Linked DNA regions of Hordeum vulgare: region 1 is linked to region 2. A link is a contact called in public Hi-C data. All regions are on one chromosome and are shown on one strand. Each heading gives the region's core, a stretch centred on a gene start, on an enhancer-like site or on the middle of the called end of the contact. The rest is flanking DNA. Distances are from core to core; before and after follow the strand shown. Region 1 holds the start of LOC123429585 (probable carboxylesterase 18). Region 2 holds the start of LOC123425034 (ATP synthase mitochondrial F1 complex assembly factor 2).

Region 1 (6,149 bases), core at 1,954-4,453, 250 kb before region 2:
CAATGTGGATGATTTCGGTGCGGGAGTTGGAACAAGCGTTCCAACCGACGGATGTGGATTCGGTAGCGCCGATGAACTTCATTATGGACTCCTTGGCGCGGAGTGAAGATCGACCCCCAAGATGATGCCGGACATGGGCGCAAACCTTTGCATGCCCTCTTTTGCGTAATAAACTTCGCTTTTATTTGCGCGCAAACTTTTTATTTCGTTTGAATTTGAACTTGTTTGCCAAACCCTATGTCAAATGCGAGATTTACAGTTTTCTGTTTGCGGGTCGTCGCGGTGGAGTCCGAACAGAACCCGCAGACGCTGACCCGTAAAAAAGCATATTCCGTGAATATACTTTTTTACGGATCCGTTTGTGGAGTCTGCATCTGTGTCAGCCCGCGCCGGCCCGCAAAAGTGGTTTTGCGCGAACTGCAAACGCGTTTTACGGGGCGGCGGGATGTGGGGTCTGCTAGAGTTGCTCTAACTCTCCTCTAAGCAATGCTAGGCTGATGTAAAACAAACTACCGATTTTATGTAGTACTCTTTTTATAAACTAATATAAAAGCGTTTAGATTACTAAAGTAGTGTTTTAAATGTCTTTATATTAGTTTACAGAGGGAGTACTACATGTGGTGCATCAAGATTATCCACTGAAATTCAGGAGTATGGGGGTGGATTAGAGGGTCTTATAAATCCAACTTAAGTTATTCGTAGGTGTAGATTTTCCCCTCTTCTCTCCTCCTTAACTTTAAAGGGATAGGCCCCTTCCTCCATCGTTCTTAAATCTTGATCCCCTTTTTAGCCGGTTACCCTAAATCTATAATCAAATTTGCATAGTTGTAGCATTACTCGTTAATTCCACATAGGCCCGAGATTAGGGTGACTGGTGAAGCGACGGGCATCGGTGAGTGTCGATCCTGACGAGGCCGAGCCAAGACCTCGACAGAAAAGAGGGACGATGTTGCAAATAAAAATTGTCATAACTTCTGTCGGTAATAAGATTTGAAGTCAATTATGTGGTGATGCTAGAACTTGACGCAAACGATCACTTTAGTATTAAAACTTGTGACATATATCGAAATGGTGCCAAAACTTAACTCAGGCGTGCAAATACAATGTTAATCGTGTTTGCATACACCCACGACGCTGACGAGGCATGCCGACATGACATAAGGCCCGTTGTAAGCAGTGACGGAGCCAGGATTTAAATATGGTCACTGATGAAGGAGAGAGAGAGGTAAATACATGTATACTTGTTTATATCAGTTAAATATATAAAACCCCTGGTCGTCCCTCCTATCTCCGCCCCTGATTGTAAGGTACTGATTTTTAGCAGCACGATTTTTAATTGAAAAAAGCGCTACACTCTGGTTTTGAACTGACAACCAGTCAACCACAAGTTCCATGCTCGTGAAGTTAGCCACCTTTTCCCATTTAGCATTCATGTACAATAAAAATAAATAGCCCTAAGTGAAGCCTCATGTAATTTCATAAAATGTTCACCTAGTAAATTAATAAAAAACCAGAACTTAAATTATGAGGATAGGATGCCCTAATCATTTGTAAATTCATTCTGCTTTTTATAAAGTTATATTATATGCATTTTGTGTACTCTTGAAAATAAAAGTTTTTGCGTGGCGAAATTGAGATGTAAAGTATTCTCAAACATTTTACTTTTGGATGCCATCACTGCCATGTCCCCGTCATCCCTGTCACATGTTTCACAAAGAAAATATTGGGATGGCAACTCGAACTTATACACCACAGAGCAATAGTTTAACGGACGCGGCTGCTCGCACCGACTTTGACACTGAAACAGGCTACCATCCAACAAGATACATTAGCAGAGCCACATGCACCACGGCATCCACGACGAGTGGTCGCGATCATCGTCTCCAGTTCACTACGCGGTCGACCTAGGCGCGATGCTCTCCACGAACGCCCTGATCTCCCCGACGAGCTTGCCGGTGTCGGGCAGCGCCGGAAAGAAGTAGAAGGCGTGTACAGCCTCCGTGAACTCCACCACGCGCACCTCCTTGCCCTTCCGGCGCAGCATGGCGGCATACAGCCGCCCCCACTCCTGTAGCGGGTCGAGCCCGCCGACCACCACCATCGCCGGCGGGAACGCATCCGGCAGCTCCGGCTCCGGGCCTGCCTCGCCCGTCACGTGCGCGGCCGGGTGGTTCCGGTCGGCGCCCTCCGGCAAGAACGCCTTCCACCAGAAGTCGGACCGGCGGAGGTTGACGATCGGGGCCACGCCCTCCAGTGCTTTCTCCGACTCTGTCCGGTCCTCTCCGCCGAAGTAGGCGGACAGGAGCAGGAGGCCGACGAGGTGGATGGCTGGAGGCGTTGTCGCCGCCGGTGCCGCCGTCCAGCGCTGGGCCACGTGGTGCGCGATGTTGGCGCCGGCGCTGTCGCCGGCGAGGAAGCAGCGGGAGAGGTCGACGCGGACGGGGACCTCGGCGGGTAGGCCGGTGGTGGCGAGGTACCGGAGGGCGGCCTCCCCGTCGTCGTAGGCGGCGGGGTAGCGGTGCTCGGGCGCGAGGCGGTAGGTCACGGACACGACCACGGCGCCCGTCTCGCGGCAGATGGTGCGGCAGAGCACGTCGTAGGGGCGGGTGGCCGCGGAGAACACCGTGAAGCCGCCGCCGTGGAAGTACACGATGACGGGGTGCGGCGACGCCTCCGCCTCCGCCCCCGCCGCCGCCGCGAAGTAGACGCGGGCCGGCACGCCGGTGGACGCGTCGACGGTGAAGTCCACGGAGCGGACGCCCCCGGCGTCCGCGCGCGCGGGGTTGGCGGGCGCCTGGCGGTCCACGAGCAGCGAGAAGAGGAAGCGGTTGACGGTGCCGTCCCGGCGCTGCGTGGCGTCGACGGCGGCCTCGAGCGCGCGCAGCTGGAGCCGCACCGCCCACGGCATCGCCCCCACGCGCGCCCGGAGCTCCTTGCGAGCGACGTCGCCGGACATTTTTCTCTGTTGTGCTCGGTGTAGGCGTGTGGCTGGCTCGGCCTCTGCCTTTATCGATTTCTCTGCTGGAGTTTGTGCCACTACAGTGACAAAGACAACGTCCGTTTCATGCAGCGACTGGCAGGTCCCAGATAGCCGAGCACTGCAGTGGCATTGCCTCTGCTACTACTCCTAGCTGCTATCCTGGCTCGCTCGGTCCTCCTTATCTCCTCTCAGATTTTCCAGTCGGCGGTGTCAGCGACAAGCAGGTCGCAGATGGCCAGGCACTACGGGAGCATGTTCGGATGTAGAATCAATGGCGTGATCCGCCGAACGCGACGACATGTGCGGATGCATGATTGGTGAAGCTGCCATCGCCATGGTCCCGTGGAGAAGACCACGTGTGCGGGCAAAGCTAGCAATCCACGAGTGTAAGAGCATCTACAACTCAACCACTCAAACTCTTTTCAAAAGACGATCTGCCCCGGTCACTCACTCATATCTACTCAAACGGCCGGTCCGACACGACCCGACCCGGCTGTAAACGGGCCCGACACGGCACGGTCCGCCAACCAAACACGAATATTAGTCGGGTCATACCGAGTCGGTCCACGTGCACAGTCTCGAGACCTACACACGATATGAGAGCTATATGGACCGGCCCGTCGGCAAGTCAGGCCCGATTTTAGATCGATTTTGGCCTGTCATGCTATTTTATATGTTATATATAGTATAAATACAAAATAAAAAATGTAAACAGGCCGTGTCGTGTCGGCCCGCATGCCCAACCTTCAGGCCGAGACATGGCCCGAGGCGGGTTGCGTGCCTGGCATGACCCGAGGCAGGCTGCGTACCTGGCACGGCCCGTTTAGGTAGTGTCGTGCGTGGCCATGGTGGGTCGTGTCGTGCCGGCCCGCATGCTCAACCTTCAGGCCAAGGTACGACGCGAGGCGGGCTGCGTGCCTCGCACCACCCATTTAGGTTGTGCCGCGTCTGGCCCATGGCGGGCCGTGCCGACGTGCTCGCGGGTTGGCCTGTTTAGCCCGGTCTGTTTGGCCAGCTATACACTCACTCGTCACGAAAAAACGACCTAAACGGACCCCTCAAACCGACCTCAAACGTGTGGGTTGAGCTGATATGGGGCGGATATGGGGGAGCCTGGGCCCACCCGGGCACGCTCGTCTGGCCCGCGCTGGCCCGCATCTATCCCACATATATTCGTCCCTATCCGCTCGCGAGACCAAACCCTAGCCACTCCCCTCCACTCCCATCCGCAACCTAAGCTCACCTCCCGCATGGCGGGTAGCGGATCTGAGTCCTTCACCTCCAGATCCGTCGACCACGAGCTCGTCCCACGCGGCCCCAAGGAGGAGATGGCATTCAAGATTGCGCTCCACCGCACCTGGGAGGCGGCCGCACGACAGCAGCGCTCGGACTGGCAATGTCGGGAATCTGTTGTGTCCGCACAACCGGTGCTTGGATCCAATGTTGCTACGTGACCGGAGGTGGTGCGGTCCGTCTGGCGTGCGAACACCGTGGCAGAAGCGTAACCCCTTAGTTGGCGCGTTGAGCACGAAACATAGCCATCCTCGGACGATGTCATGGCGCGGCGTGCCCGCTGGGCGAGGCAGCAGGTATGGGAAGCGACAGAAGCCCTCGCTATAGTGGATGCTGGAGAGGCGGAGTCACACTCTCCGACGCCCCGTAGGGTACACTAGTGTGGGTGACGCAACCGCGTCGTGGTGGACGTCGGCTCCTCCCAGGAAGAATTCTTCATCGACCTCTTGTCACCTCGCACCGTCTGGGTTACGGGCTCCGACGAGGAAGAGTAGAGCATGGGAGAGGGCGGGAGCTCGACTCCCGTGAGTCGGCTAATGTCCCATGTCCTACTCTACTATTGGAATTATGCCCTAGAGGCAATGATAAATAAGTTATTATTATAATTCCTGTGTCAAGATAATCATTTATTATCCATGCTATAATTGTATTGAATGAAGACTTAGATACATGTGTGGATACATAGACAAAACACCGTCCCTAGCAAGCCTCTAGTTGGCTAGCTAGTTGATCAAGGATAGTCAGGGTCTTCTGGCTATGAGCAAGGTGTTGTTGCTTGATAACTGGATCACATCATTGGGAGAATCATGTGATGGACTAGACCCAAACTAATAGACGTAGCATGTTGATCGTGTCATTTTGTTGCTACTGTTTTTTGCATGTCAAGTATTTATTCCTATGACCATGAGATCGTATAACTCACTGACACCGGAGGAATGCTTTGTGTGTATCAAACGTCACAACGTAACTGGGTGGCTATAAACATGCTCTACAGGTATCTCCGAAGGTGTCCATTGAGTTAGTATGGATCAAGACTGGGATTTGTCACTCCGTGTGACGGAGAGGTATCTCGGGCCCACTCGGTAATACAACATCATACACAAGCCTTGCAAGCAATGTGACTTAGTGTAAGTTGCGGGATGTTGTATTACGGAACGAGTAAAGAGACTTGCCGGTAAACGAGATTGAAATAGGTATGCGGATACTGACGATCAAATCTCGGGCAAGTAACATACCGAAGGACAAAGGGAATGACATACGGGATTATATGAATCCTTGGCACTGAGGTTGAAACGATAAGATCTTCATAGAATATGTAGGATCCAATATGGGCATCCAAGTCCCTCTGTTGGATATTGACCGAGGAGTCCCTCGGGTCATGTCTACATAGTTCTCGAACCCGCAGGGTTTGCCCACTTAAGGTTCGACGTTGTTTTATGCATATTTGAGTTATATGGTTGGTTACCGAATGATGTTCGGAGTCCCGTATGAGATCAAGGGACGTCACGAGGGTTTCCGGAATGGTCTGAAAACGAAGATTGATATATAGGATGACCTCATTTGATTACCGGAAGGTTTTCGGAGTTATCGGGAATGTACCGGGAATGACGAATGGGTCCCGGGAATTCACCGAGGGGGGCGGGCAGCCCACCCCGGGGAAGCCCATAGGCCTTAGGGGTGCCGCACCAACCCTTAGTGGGCTGGTGGGCCAGCCCAGAGAGGCTCCTGCGTAGGAGATAAGAAAATCAAAGAGAAAAAAAGGGGAAGTGGGAAGGAAGGGAAGGACTCCACCTTCCAATCCTAGTTGGACTAGGAGGAATCCTCCTCCCCCCATCGGCCGAACCCCTTGGGGCCTCCTGAGCCCCAAGGGAAGGCT
Region 2 (6,097 bases), core at 2,458-4,957:
CTGCATGCATCAATTGATGCAGAGGCCGGGGCTAAGCCTTCTTTTCGAAAAAAATAACATATATTTAATTCATTAAATCGACTACCTAAAACTATACGAATGACTTATACACCGGAACGAAGATAGTACAACTCTTCGTGATTACAAGCTCAAAGAACAAACAACAAAAAGGGGGAAACCATTCCGTAGATTATCGACCGAAATGTTCTACTTCAGACATGAAAGTTGAAGAAACACAACAGCCGATGAAATCTGGACTTTAAGATCGGCAATATCAGCATCACGGCCTCCTTCAACCAGGCCCCATCGATCGACCTGGGGTTATTCAACTATTGTGTAAAGTCGTTGCTGCCTCCGAATAACCAGCCAGCCGCGTGCATCAGGGGCGGCTGTTGCACCGGCTACCGGCGTTTTTTTTTTTTTCAACTATTGTGTACACAGTACACACCTTCCGGACAAGCTGAAAGCTATGGCACACCAGCCGCAGCATGGGGTTATCAGACTTCACACGCATTTCAGTTTTCAGTTCACATCAACCATTTATTACTACTATTACATCTTATATACTCCCTCCGTACTAAAATTCTTGTCTTCCGTTTGTCTAAAAATTGAATGTATCTAAATACTAACACATGACTAGATAAATTCATATCTAAACAAATCAAAGACAAGAATTTTGGGACGGAGTGAGTAATAAACTGGAAGATGGAATGTGCTATGGTGTTTTACATTCATAAATTGGCAGTTATTTGGTACAGCATGGGCACAAAAAGTTAGTGCTGTTGCGCAATGCAAGAATAGACAGATAGCATCACTTCCGCCGATTGCAAAATTTATTTCCCAAAAAATTTCTCCTACTGCACTCTTCATCACACCCAAAAAAATAATAATGTATGCCATTGATAGCACTTTCACCGACACAACCAGAGATCGCAGTAATACAGAAGGATTTGGGTTTTCATACATCCTTACTAACATAATATACTGAGCTCCATTTAAGCAAAAGTTCAACGCTAGCAGCGGTTGAGTAACATTACTTTGTTTTTTTTATAACCATCTACGGCTAATTATTATTCCACAGCTCTTCATGATATACAATCTCAAGAAACAAGCAACAAAAAGGGAGAAACCATTCCATAGATTATCGATAAGAAATGTTTTACTTCAGCCATGAAAGTTGAAGGAACACAACAGCCGATGACATCTGGACTTTAAGATCAGCAATATCAACATCATGGCCTCCTTCAACCAGGCCCCATCGATCGACCTGGGGTTATGGAAGAATAAAGACCATAAGACAGAAAAAAAGGAGAGAAAAAAACAAGGGGTCAAAGTAAAGAAATGAAATGGTTGCAATATCACACCTGGTGATCTTCTTCAAGTCTGATCAGCTCAATTGACTCATCAATTCCCAGCCTTCCTCTGAAGATTGCGAGAGGGATTACCAAGGAATGGGCTGCTGCAGCCATAGCATCAATAGATGCTAGTTCACAATCATTTGCCTCCTTCAGAACGGTTTCTACAGCCTTAGCTAGCCGCTCATCCTGCTTCCCTCCTAAAAAACTTGTGTACACAACAGGCTTGAACCCAAACTCAGTGTTGACCCAGTCCAGTATTGGGTCAATTTTCTCCTTCTGTTTTTCTGCACACAAAAATAAGGAAGCATGAAAATTGTATTGAGGAACAAATGACAGACAGCATCAGCAATTTAATTATATGGATCTAAGTAGCCTGAAACCAGTTCATTCATGTTGAAGCACAATAACTGCGCCAACTTATGACAACAAAATTTGGCAAATTACCATAGACTCCTTTGGTAAGTTCATCATCGGCAGGTGAGCGGCAAAATACCAAATCTTGATGGAATTTTTGCATCAAATTGGCAATTATTTTCGTCCGTGTCAACGGAACTCTCTCCAGTGCAGTACAAGCAAGCTTCATAAGAGGCATAGTAAAAGGCCTGATTCCATCTTGTTCCTATGACAATAAGGAACTTTCAGTACCAGCGCCCATTGATCAAGAAGCTAGGGAATGAAGTATAGGAATACATTTTATTTCTTTTTGCAAGAAGTTAATTCAGATATAATCCTGCATTCCTCTATGGTGGCAGATCCAGTAAAGGCAAGTTGTTTTAACTTGTAACAACGTTGACAACTTGTAAATTATAAGTCATACAGCGGGGAACATTTGAAAGCAGCAACTCAGCCATCCAAAAACATAAATTTGCACAACTAAGTGAGTACTCCCTCTGTCCCAAAATAACTGTCTCAAACTTAGTATAAATTTGTACTAGAGCTAATACAAAGTTGAGACACTTATTTTGGGACGGAGGGAGTACTATCTAGTATCCTTACGTTCAGCTACTGCAGCATATGAATACAATTTATTTATTTCGATGAGAGGGGCGACATGGCCCCCGTTTTCATTAAGTATTAATACAATTTATGGGTATGTATAAGATATGACACACTGAGAGTACATCAGCTATCGAGTCTTGCTTTAATTTTATTGTAGGTACTGACGGTGGTAGTGTTCATTTTCAAGCTCTCTTGCCTTTGTACAGATCAGAAGCGAAAATTCAACTCTAATACATGCCCTATAGTCCCCAGAAGGCAATGGACTGTGCATTCTGCATAAATGCAATGAACCTACACCAGCAGACTATAGCACAGCGACTGATATTGTGCGATTTCATCCACCATATTGGGTTTTGCTTTAGTTTCATTTTCAATCTATGTTGCCTCTCTAGAGATCAGAGGTGCAAATTCAACTCCAAAGCGCTATTCTACACATAAGGCAACGAACTACCTTTTATGCATAAACGGAACAGATCTATGCTGATGGACTGCAGTATGGGTATTGTTTATTCGTTTCCTTAAACTTATGGGCAAACAACAATTCAGGTCATTTAGAACTTCTCATGAAACGATAAAGGGCGAAGAAACGAGAATGTTAAAAGCAATTCAGTCGTGAGGTTCAAGTCATCTGTGCACTAACTAGTATGATGAAAACCTAGATCCAAAAGATTTGAAATGTAAAATAGAATGAAATGCTCACTAAATCCTCACATAATTCACTATTGCTCCGTGCCAGTTAAATCGGCGAGACCGGGGTCAAACTAACCGCTAACCATACCATTTCATTCGAGCCATTTTGCTAATTGCAACAGTACGCTGTGAGCAGAGATGAGGCATCCATACAAACCATAACACAGAACCCTACCCTAATGATCTCAAACTGAAGTACAGTATCACAGCCGAGATCAGCCAAACAACAGAACAATGAGGAGAGTAGAGGAGGAGAGGCAGTGGGGGTTAAGAACCTGGTACTCCCACTCGGCGGCGACGGCCATGGCGAGCTTGCGCGAGTGCAGCTTGAGCGGGCGCTTTGCGGGCGTCTTGAGGGTGCGGTAGTCGAGCATGACCGTCCACCCGTTGCCGTCGTCGGCGCGGCGCACGGTGGCGTCGCGGTAGAACCGCTTCCCCACCACGGACCCCGTCATGAACGACATGGGCATCGCCACCGAGGTCTCGTCCCGCGTCGCGGAGGAGGACGGCTTCCTCACGTAGATCGCCTCGCCCCCCGCCTCCTCCCCGCCCGGCCCCGGTGACGCCTCCGCCGCCGTCCCAAAAAGCCGCCGGCCGCCCGCGCATCGCCGCAGCAGGAGCAGGCGGCGGCCCGCCAGTGTCGTCGCCATTCCTCTGCCTGGTCGCCGCTTCACCTGGGCCTCTCTCTCCCAAATGTACTGAGTACAAAAGTATCACGAACCCAGCCCATGTCATGGTGTAAGCCCAACAGGCTACCTCCGGCCCAGTAAGGCCCATCGCGGAGGCCCGGAGAACGTTCCAGACGCATCTGACCTTGCCCTCACCGGTCACCGCCCCCACGCGGGCCCGGTTCGTCTCCACGGCGCCAAAGAGGCGACCAGCGACTCGGACCGAATCCCCCAACTTTAGTCCTGCCTTTCCATCCACCCCACATCGCAAACCCTGCACGCTACGGCGACCGGCGCCGCGTGAGATCTCGAACCCCGACAGACGGCGCATGCGCTCGCCGTGACCGGACCTCGCGCCATGGCCATCGCGGAGGCATCCCCCTTCGCGGACCTACCCTTCCCCGACGACCTGCCGGAGTTCCCGCACGGCCCCGGCGGGGTCGGGGACGACGCCTTCGGGCTGGATGGCTTCAACCTCGACGATCTGGACATAGACTTCGACTTCGACCTCGACCTCGACCTCCTCCCCACCGACGACGTGCAGCTCCCCTCGTCCCCGCCGCCGCTCGCCACGTCATCGTCCTCGGCCGGGTCGCCGGGCGGGGGCGGGGGCGGGGACTCCTCCTCCGGCTCCGGTGGCGGAGCGGACGGCGGCCTGAAGAACGACGAGTCCTCGGAGACGTCTTCGAGGAGCGCGAGCGCTGGGAGCGACGGCAAGGCTAGGGATGGAGTTGAGGGTGAGGACGTCAAGCGGCGTGCGCGGCTGGTGCGGAACCGGGAGAGCGCGCACCTGTCGCGGCAGAGGAAGAAGCAGTACGTGGAGGAGCTGGAGGGCAAGGTCAAGGCCATGCAGGCCACCATCGCCGACCTCTCCACCAGGATCTCCTGCGTCACCGCCGAGAACGCCGCTCTCAAGCAGCAACTGGCCGGTGCCGGTGGCGCAGGCGTCCCGCCGCCGTTGCCCATGTACCCGGGATTGTACCCTTTGCCGCCGCCATGGATGCACCCGGCTTATGCGATGGGAGCGCGCGGCTCCCAAGTGCCGCTCATGCCGATACCTCGGCTGAAAACCAAGCAGCCTGCGTCGGCTGCCGCAGAGCCACCGGCCAAGAAGTCTAGGAAGACCAAGAAGGTTGCCAGTGTCAGTCTTCTTGGGTTGCTGTTCCTGATGATGCTCTGTGGGTGTTTGGTTCCTGCGGTAAATCGGATGTATGGTGCAGTTGATTCTCGAGAAGGAATTGTGCTTGGTCCATCACAATCACGTCATGGGAGGGTTCTGGCTGTTGATGGGCCTCGAGATAGTGTCTCGGAAGGTGTTGATTCGGAGTTGCCACATAATTCAAGTCAGACGCTTCCGGTGTTGTTGTATATTCCGAGGAATGGGAAGCATGTGAAGATCAATGGAAATCTGGTTATCCAGTCTGTTGTTGCGAGTGAGAAAGCTTCTTCACGCATGTGTCACTCTGATGGGAAGAGTTCATGTAACCAAGGACAAGAAGACACTAGTCTGGCAATTCCTGGCCATGTGGCTCAGTTGAATTCTGGAGAAGTCATGGAATCTGCTAAAGCAATAAAAAATAAACTGATGGCTTTACCTGCTGGAGATGGAAGCATATACAGAGAGGATGATGAATTACTGCCACAATGGTTTAGTGAAGCAATGTCAGGTAAGGATGCTACAAGAAGTTACATACTGCTTTAGATTTGAGAAATGAATTCCTTATGTGCGTGTGCCACGTCGGTTTTATACTTGTTATCATACTGTGACCTTGATACGAATATAACAGTCACTAGCTGATGCAACTTCCTAATAGATAATGTTTGATGTTTGCAAGTTACTTAGCCGACATAAGGGTGTCAGTTTTCGGGAAATATTATCTAGTGGATGCCTCTGTTCGGATCAGTAGACAACTTGAAAATGGCTACCATGTGAAGTATGCACAGCAAGGCGATCATGGACTTATATAGTTATGCGTCACTTGAATACTTGATCAATGAACGCATTCCAAGAGCTTATGTTTGGTGTATTATTGCCTTGTGCAGTTGCAACAATTGCTAATGCAGCGTATTATACAACCTGTGCTCGTGCATGTATGCAGTATCAGTAATTCAGTATGCATGTTAACATAAATATTACTTGTGGAGTGATGCAGCATATAAAAATGTAGCATGTCCCTAAGAACTTCATTGCTCTTGAAATAATTTGACTAACCCAATGTAATATGCTTAGTTGAACATGATAGAGCATGTAATTGACCGTACCAGTAACATGTTTTTAGTTGTCCAAATTGTGTAGCATACATTTCTAAAAGTGTTAGCATTGAGGATATGTGATGTGCTACCTCAGTTGCAATTGTGCAGTTATATGCATGTATGTATTGA

The links. A called contact is a pair of places that touch in the nucleus more often than the background predicts.
Region 1: a Hi-C map of seedling shows a contact between it and region 2, with 2.7 times the contacts expected there. The contact joins the promoter of LOC123429585 here to the promoter of LOC123425034 in region 2. A contact is called at or near these places in 1 of 6 Hi-C or Micro-C datasets (seedling) and 1 of 1 datasets of contacts at active chromatin or transcription factors (embryo).

The regions. Positions count from the first base shown.
Region 1 is chr2H:66,574,349-66,580,497 of MorexV3_pseudomolecules_assembly, reverse strand. It overlaps LOC123429585 (probable carboxylesterase 18), which reads right to left and starts at 3,203. Exons shown (of 1, transcript XM_045113613.1): 1 at 1,708-3,203. The coding sequence starts at 2,956. The coding sequence ends at 1,892.
Region 2 is chr2H:66,326,858-66,332,954 of MorexV3_pseudomolecules_assembly, reverse strand. It overlaps LOC123425034 (ATP synthase mitochondrial F1 complex assembly factor 2), which reads right to left and starts at 3,707. Exons shown (of 4, transcript XM_045108706.1): 1 at 3,323-3,707; 2 at 1,803-1,977; 3 at 1,365-1,642; 4 at 950-1,267. The coding sequence starts at 3,697. The coding sequence ends at 1,160. LOC123425033 (bZIP transcription factor 60-like) reads left to right here and starts at 3,938. Exons shown (of 2, transcript XM_045108705.1): 1 at 3,938-5,382. The coding sequence starts at 4,074.